2 separate regions of the Capra hircus genome follow, and region 2 is linked to region 1. A link is a contact called in public Hi-C data. All regions are on one chromosome and are shown on one strand. Each heading gives the region's core, a stretch centred on a gene start, on an enhancer-like site or on the middle of the called end of the contact. The rest is flanking DNA. Distances are from core to core; before and after follow the strand shown. Region 1 overlaps MKL1 (MKL/myocardin-like protein 1). Region 2 overlaps MKL1 (MKL/myocardin-like protein 1).

Region 1 (3,587 bases), core at 645-3,144:
AAAAGTGCCGGGCCGAGAGGGGGAAGCACACTCTGGCCACTTCCTCCTCTCCACCCACGCCAGGCAGCAGACCACCCCTGAGGCCCCTGGGGGAACTGAAACCGAGGGGGACAGAGCAGCAAGCCAGGTGCGGCAGCGTGAGCCGGCGCCCAGGGGCCCAGCTTCTGCTTCCACGGCCTGCAGTGGACCCTGGCTGCTCAGGGAACAGGGAGGTCTCCAGGCTCACCTGGAGTCACGAGAGCAGTGCAGCCAGACATGGAGCGACCGCCACTCAGCAAGCCTTCCCGTGGCCGGTGTTTACGTCCTAACAGCCACCAAAGGCCAAGTGGAATCCAAGCGTGGAAAATACCAGCGGTCTCCAAACCCAGAGGAGGCTGGCACCCATGACACACCCTTGGATGTACCAGAGGAAGACACTCCTTCTGATCATGGTCTAATCCTTCAGGCTGCCAGACACTGGGGTGGGACGAAGCGGAAAGGCAGAGCTTTCTGTTTGGAACTGTGAGGCCGGGGCGGACCCTGGGGACCACGCCAGACTGGAGGGAAGATGGCGGCAGCACAATGGGCTCTGATGGGGCTCATGGTGAGGGTCCCTGGAAGAAAGATGCCTTACCCTGGCCCGCTCCAAGCTCCTTCTCTGCTCATGAAACGCAGCTGGACTTTTCAAAGCTGTTGGGAGAAGAACCGTACAATAATTACATCAGAGTGAAGCATCAGGCCTGCTGCTATAGCTCACAGTGGAGAGGCGTCTTGATTCAGGTTCACTTCAGCAGCACTGTTCACGTCGGCTGACGGGAAGGAGAAAGTGGCACCTGAGTAAGCACGCTTCTTTACGGCTCAGCTGCCCCATCACTACAATCCTGGTGATTCCATTCTCATGGGGAATGGCCACTGCTAAGGTGCACCCACGGAACATAGCCCTAACACAACCCTTACGGAGCTGCCAGCCCTGGAAGACGGGGACACAGAGTATGCCTGCAAGCCAGGCGCCCCCACTGTCCTCCTTCAGCCTCATCAGGGATCACCACACGACCAAACGTTGTGACTGAGGCAGCCCAACCAAAAGGACGTACATCTACTCGGTGCCGTGTCCTTCCTCGGTTCAGCTGGTGGTAACAGTGCTGCTAAAATTAACTTGCATTGAAAATCATGCATTAACTTGCATGAAATCATCTTGAAGGACTAAGACCTTCACCGGGCTTGTGTGGCTGACTGCAGTGCTCACAACCAGCGGCTGACCAGGAGGCCCCCCTGGAGCCCCGTCAGGGACCCGGCTCTATTCTGGGGCAACCGCCCCACGGGCCACAGCTCGCCACTCGGCAAAGCATGCTGGGGGCAGGGAGACCGGAGTCGGACCCTCTACAAATGCAGCGCTGCGAAGCCAGTTCAGCAAATGATGAGTGGGGATATCCTGAGCTTGAACAGGGCACGGCTGGCCTGGCTCACTTCAAGAAATTCACCAGACGGGGGTCAGTTTCAGTTCTGCTGCCCCAGGTTTCAGAGCAGCTGTGAGACGGTGTGGGGGGGCTGCCGGCTGTGGTGCGGGAGCAGGGTGAGGAGACGCTACAGGTAGCCAGGGCACAGACTTGACCCCATCCTGCTGGGGCCCCCCCCACCCCACACCCGCCTTCCCCCCGCCCCGCCCTTCCCCCCCGCCGGGCCGCAACTGCAGCCGAACCAGAAGGAAGTGCCAAACGTCCCCGCAGTCGTTTGTTTGTTTTTTTTTTTAAGTTTTTAAATCTTAGGATATAAAAGAAACCATCATTTTTGAAAGGTCAGCTGAGAGTACCCCACCTCCTAAACAGCAGGGGGCGCTCTAGGTTTATAACAACCGATCACTAAGGAAAAGCAGCGCACAGGCTCCCTCGCCAAGCTCGCAGAGCCCGCCCAGCTCCGGTCTGAAGCTCCGGGCATCTCTGCGGGCCACCAGGCCAGCCTGCATCTGCTTCCGCTGAGTACAGCTGGCGCAAGTCCAGCATCAGCCTCCGAGAGCCCTGCTGGGAGTGGGGTGACAGACAGCCGTGCTCTTGCAGAGGACGGTAAGGACCAAGAAGCAGAGGGAAACTCAGTGTCCGCCGCCCCGCCCCCGGCTGCCCTTCTGCCTTCTTCTCCACAGCTCATCGCCGTCTGACACTCCGGAGAGTCTCAGCAGTATCTTTCTAACTTACTGCCAGCCAGTTCCCTCGGGCACGGCAGGGGCCCGTGTCCTCCTTTCCTCTCTGATGGTAACCCCGGCGCCGCCGAGGGCACCCAGCGCATGGCTCATTCGGTGGTCTGCTGGCTATTCCACGTGGAATGGACACAGTTGCGCCCTGGAGGACTCTATGAGCTCTGAACTTCCCCTTGAGCAGCCAGGATTAAGCTCTCATCTGGGTTCGAAACCTCGCAGGGGTCCCCAACAGAAAATGAGGACGTCCGTGTTCCTGTCGCTGCTGGCGTGACGGGGGGATCGCCTGCGCTCTGGCTCTCATCTTCTGCAGAGTGGACTCCGCCCACTTCCGAATCCCCATGTCGAGCGACAGCGCTCTGGGGCCCGGGGCGCCCTCACCACCGCGGGTAGGGTGCTGCTGGCATCCTGCACGGTGATCCGGCTGGGCCCTGGGTTAGATCCCCACAGGGGCTAGCGAGTTTCTGCACCAGTCTTGGTGCCGGCCGCGCCAGAGCCTACTCTGCTGCCCCGGGCAGGCACACACCCAGCCTCTGGAGCGCCAGCTCACGCTGCGCACACTTTCCTGACCGCAAAGGCCTGTGTTGCCCTCAGGCCCTCCACATGTGCGGTAGGGAGTGGGGACGCGCGCCAGGGGCAGCTGACTTCCTGTGCGGCTCCATTTTCATGCCAGCGAGGTGCTGTGGCGTGCCATTCTGGACACTCTGAAGTGCTGTCCAGTCGAATGTTCCCAGTGACTCCACGTGGCGTGCAGTGCCGTTTGACAGCCGTGGGCAGGCTCAGAAACGGGAGGAAAGGCAGCGAGTGGCAGAGTAAGGTCCTTAACCTCATCCTCTCTCACCCTCAGGCCGGCGTTCTTTCTCTCCTCTGGGCTGGTTGCTTAATTTCTTCAGAAGGTGGAGAAGGATGGCCCCACTGGATGTGGAGGCAGGGAGGCTGAGAAACAGGGCAGAGGGCAGGCGGTGTGGCAAGGCCGGCTTGACCACCATGCTGAGCACAAACCGCTGGGAGGGAGGCTCAGAGGAGGGCTGCAGTGACTGCAGGTCACAGAGCCACGGTCAGAAAGATGAGCTCACATGAGGCTGAAGGTGCAGCCTCCAGCACTGATACCAGGAGGTGAGCCAGGAGGGCAATGAGAAGACCAGAGTAGCTTCTCAGTTCCTCAGAGCTTGAGCAAAAGAACCAGAAATGAAGACCCCCGCAAAAAATTCACACAATGATCACTGATCCCCAAAGATAGCTTCATTTTATAACATTAGAATCTCATTGAATCTTAACAACCACAAGGCAGGTACCACTCTTCCAATCTACCCATGAGGAAACTAACACTGCAGAGACCTGTGAGGCCTTTCACCGGGTAGTGGACTCCAACCCAGGTGACAGGTGAGTAGGACTCTGTCAGCCCCTGAAGAGCCCACTC
Region 2 (3,334 bases), core at 386-2,885, 46 kb after region 1:
ATCCAAAGAAAGAAAGGACACTGGGCTGGAACTCGGGAGCTCTGGTTTCAGCTGTGCAGCTAATTCTTACTTACTTAGCTGTAGGACTGCAGGGCATCCTCCTCATCTCTAAACGGGAGGGGCTGGAGCTGAGAGGCTCCATCTCTAAAGTGGAACGGTTCCATAAGATGTATGGGAGAACTGTGCCAGCTACACCGTTTGTTTATTTTTCATTCCATATTTACTATCTGCCTACCAGGAACCAGGCACCATGACACAGCCGTAAAAACATTCTATGCACCCTCCTCATGGAGCTTACAATACAGGCTGTTCAAAGAAACAGACAGATGTGTACCCAGTTCTACAATCATCAGCACGACAAGTGCTCTGACAGGAACATAAAGAGGGGAACTAATTAGGTTGGAAGGACTCAGAGAAGACACGCAAGCCAAGACCTGAATGTTCTGCTTTGTTTTGTTTTTAAAGTCAAACCAAAAAGATGTGGAAAGGAATTGCAATCAAAGGGAGCACAAAAGCAAAGATGTGACAATAATTTCTTGGGCAATGGAGGAGAGAGAGAAGTAAAGGGCAATCTAACAGCAGTGTGAAATAAAGAGAATCAAGACTAGCAGTGGGGAGGATGGTTAGGGGGAGGGAAATGAGAGGTCAGGCTGTTGATAATCTCCGAAGATCATACAGAACTGTAAATGTTTTATTCTTATTCAAATATATGCATGTGCCATGAATAAACCTGATAAATATTAGTCTAAGATGTACTTTACTATACTTACAAATAGAGGATACAGTTGCAAAAATTTTACAAAAATGTCCATTCACTTCCATTTTCCATGGTTAATTGTACACACTTGTTCTTTCAGTAAATATTTATGGAGTATGCGATATACACATGCTAGGTGCTGGGGAAGAAGGGGAGACACAGAGAGTAAGCAAATGAACCACCAAAGCAGGCCAGAGAACCAGGCTGCTTTTCCTTCTGTCCGAGATCTACTGAGATTCTCTACCCTCTGAAGCATGATAGCGGCAATGTGACGGGAGGCTGAGAGCTTTGCACTTAGAACCAGACAGATCTTTGTTCAAACTCTGGCTTTTACCACCTACCACCAGTCTGGCTTTGAGTAAGTCACTTAACGTCTCTGAGCTTTCATCCCTCCTGAAAATGGGGATTACATCACCAAATTCATATGGTTTTAGGGTGAATTTAGTGAGACAATCAATCAACAATCAGTATGCCACAGGCACAGAAAATGTTAAATGGTTCTTTTCACTGTTGTTCAACTTCAGTCTTCCACTTTTAGGGCAGCCCACGATCTCCCATTAAAGAGACAAAATTACTCTGAGCAGAAAATAGGGAGAACAAGGTATAAAAATCTGTTTAACTAAATTCACATTTTAGTGAATTCACAACTGTTTTCTTACAAAGATGTTGTGCTTGGAAGTGACATTCCTTTAGGAATTCCTTTAGGATTTCTCAAACTTAATATCTGCCTACATTACATGACCGAGTAAATTAAATGAAAGCTATCACCCAAAAAAGGGAGCCAGTCACAATCTCCCCTGGGATCCCTTCGTTTGGACTCTGACTAACACTGAGTCATGCAAAGATAGAGACAACGAAGAGCACGGATAAGCAGTCGGCACGCCGCTGGGGAGCAGGCTGACCGGGGCCATGAGCGCCGCTTTCTGAAGCAGAAAGGCCAAGACAGAAGAGTTTTCTAACTGCATGTGCCTTTGAGCGATGACGCCTTGAGGTGAAAGGCACACATGCTTCTCAAGGGAAAAAATAAGAGGCTGCAACCTTCCTACAATCACATACTCAAAAATGTTTTAACCATCTTTTTAAAAATGTTTAGTTTTTACAAATGACTTTGTACGACACAAAAAGAAACTGTCTTCCCTTGGGACCCCAGACTGTAAGGCCCAAAGGATTTTATTTAAATCTTCCTCCTTAAATTTCCCTCTTCAGTGAAACCAGGCAGTGATACTTCAGCCCAAACAGAAGAATTTCAAGTACCGTTTACATTTTTTTTTAAACGGAAGTAAAAGTCTACATTTATAAACAGAAAGAGTACCGCACTTTTATGCCTCTTTCTCTCTTTAGTGGTTTACAGTCTTCTTTATACAGACAGTGCTCTGGAGCTAACTGTCACCCTTCCAGGGAACCCTGGGATCTTTCTGCCCGCCTCATGCTACAGAGGACCCTCTTTCTGCAGCTAGTTTCCTCCAGGCTCCTCCTGTCATTAGGGCACAGGGAAGGCAGCAGCTAGAGAAGCTTCCGAACCACTGACATCCCCACCGTGCTCCGTTCAGCTTCAAAGTCTCCAGGTTGCGCTGTGTATCAGCAACACGAGCCTAAAGAAACCACAAAGGCAGGTTCTTCCCTTTAGGTAGTGGGGTGCTGAGCCAATGAGGCAAGGAATCCAAGAGTCTCTGCTAGCCTATCACATACTACCATCTGCTCTTCCTCAGCAGCCCAGATGCCACCAGCCAAACAAGCTGCCCATATTATAAACTGGCGGGCACAGTTCCACGGGAAAACCTATTACCCGATGTCAAACTACATTTCTGCTGGCTCTTTCTCATTACTTCATTGTCTTTGATTCTTATCATATGTCTCTGATTCTTCATATTTTTCAAAGTCAAAAGCTGCTAGAACTCCTCAAGCACAAAGTTATCTCCCTTCACTTTTCTCCACTGAAGCAAGAGTATACTGCATGTTAATTCTTCTGCAATTCCAGACATTTTCCCTGGAATTCAGGGTGCTCGGTGGCCACTCACTCACCAGGGTGACATGTTTTCTGTCACAGACGTCAATTCTCTAGTCGATACAGACACACATGAGGCCCAATCTGAGGACAGTACACACGGGGCGGCCACTGAACTACACGGTGTCTGTGACGTGCTAGCTGGAAGAAGCTTTAGCCCTCTAAGATGCTGAGTTTATTTATTTATTTACTGCCATCCCCTGTAACATGCAGGATCTTAGTCCCCTGCCTAGGGATCAAATTCATGCCCCCTGCATTATGAGCTCAGAGTCTAAACCAGTGGATCACCAGGAAGAACCCTAAGATAGTGAGTTTATTGAACTCCTTATATTCAGAGAGTCAATTCCAATTTGCAATGCTTCATAATTTTAAAAAGACTAGAGTCCATCAAACATCTTAACCTGAGACTGATATTATTCAATGATCAAAAAAAAATTTATCAAGACTCTACTGCAAAGAAAGTATCAACACTTCCTAGGATATTTAAAAAGAAATAAACTCAGGTTGCAGAGACCCACTGAAAAGATTCAGTTAAATTTAGATAAGAACAATTAACAAAGTGATGGAATTCC

The links. A called contact is a pair of places that touch in the nucleus more often than the background predicts.
Region 2: a Hi-C map of blood shows a contact between it and region 1, with 1.8 times the contacts expected there. The contact joins two enhancer-like sites. A contact is called at or near these places in 2 of 5 Hi-C or Micro-C datasets (both in blood).

Annotation. Positions count from the first base shown.
Region 1 is chr5:110,669,692-110,673,278 of ARS1.2, forward strand. MKL1 (MKL/myocardin-like protein 1) reads right to left here. Exons shown (of 14, transcript XM_018048804.1): 3 at 614-669. Among named protein-coding and RNA genes, the nearest start is that of SGSM3, 53 kb to the left of the region's middle. Within about 2 kb of position 1,895, at least 3 of the 5 cell types and tissues checked have an H3K27ac peak or open chromatin away from gene starts, as enhancers often do.
Region 2 is chr5:110,716,261-110,719,594 of ARS1.2, forward strand. The region is part of intron 1 of MKL1 (MKL/myocardin-like protein 1); the gene reads right to left. Among named protein-coding and RNA genes, the nearest start is that of MKL1, 40 kb to the right of the region's middle. Within about 2 kb of position 1,636, at least 1 of the 5 cell types and tissues checked has an H3K27ac peak or open chromatin away from gene starts, as enhancers often do.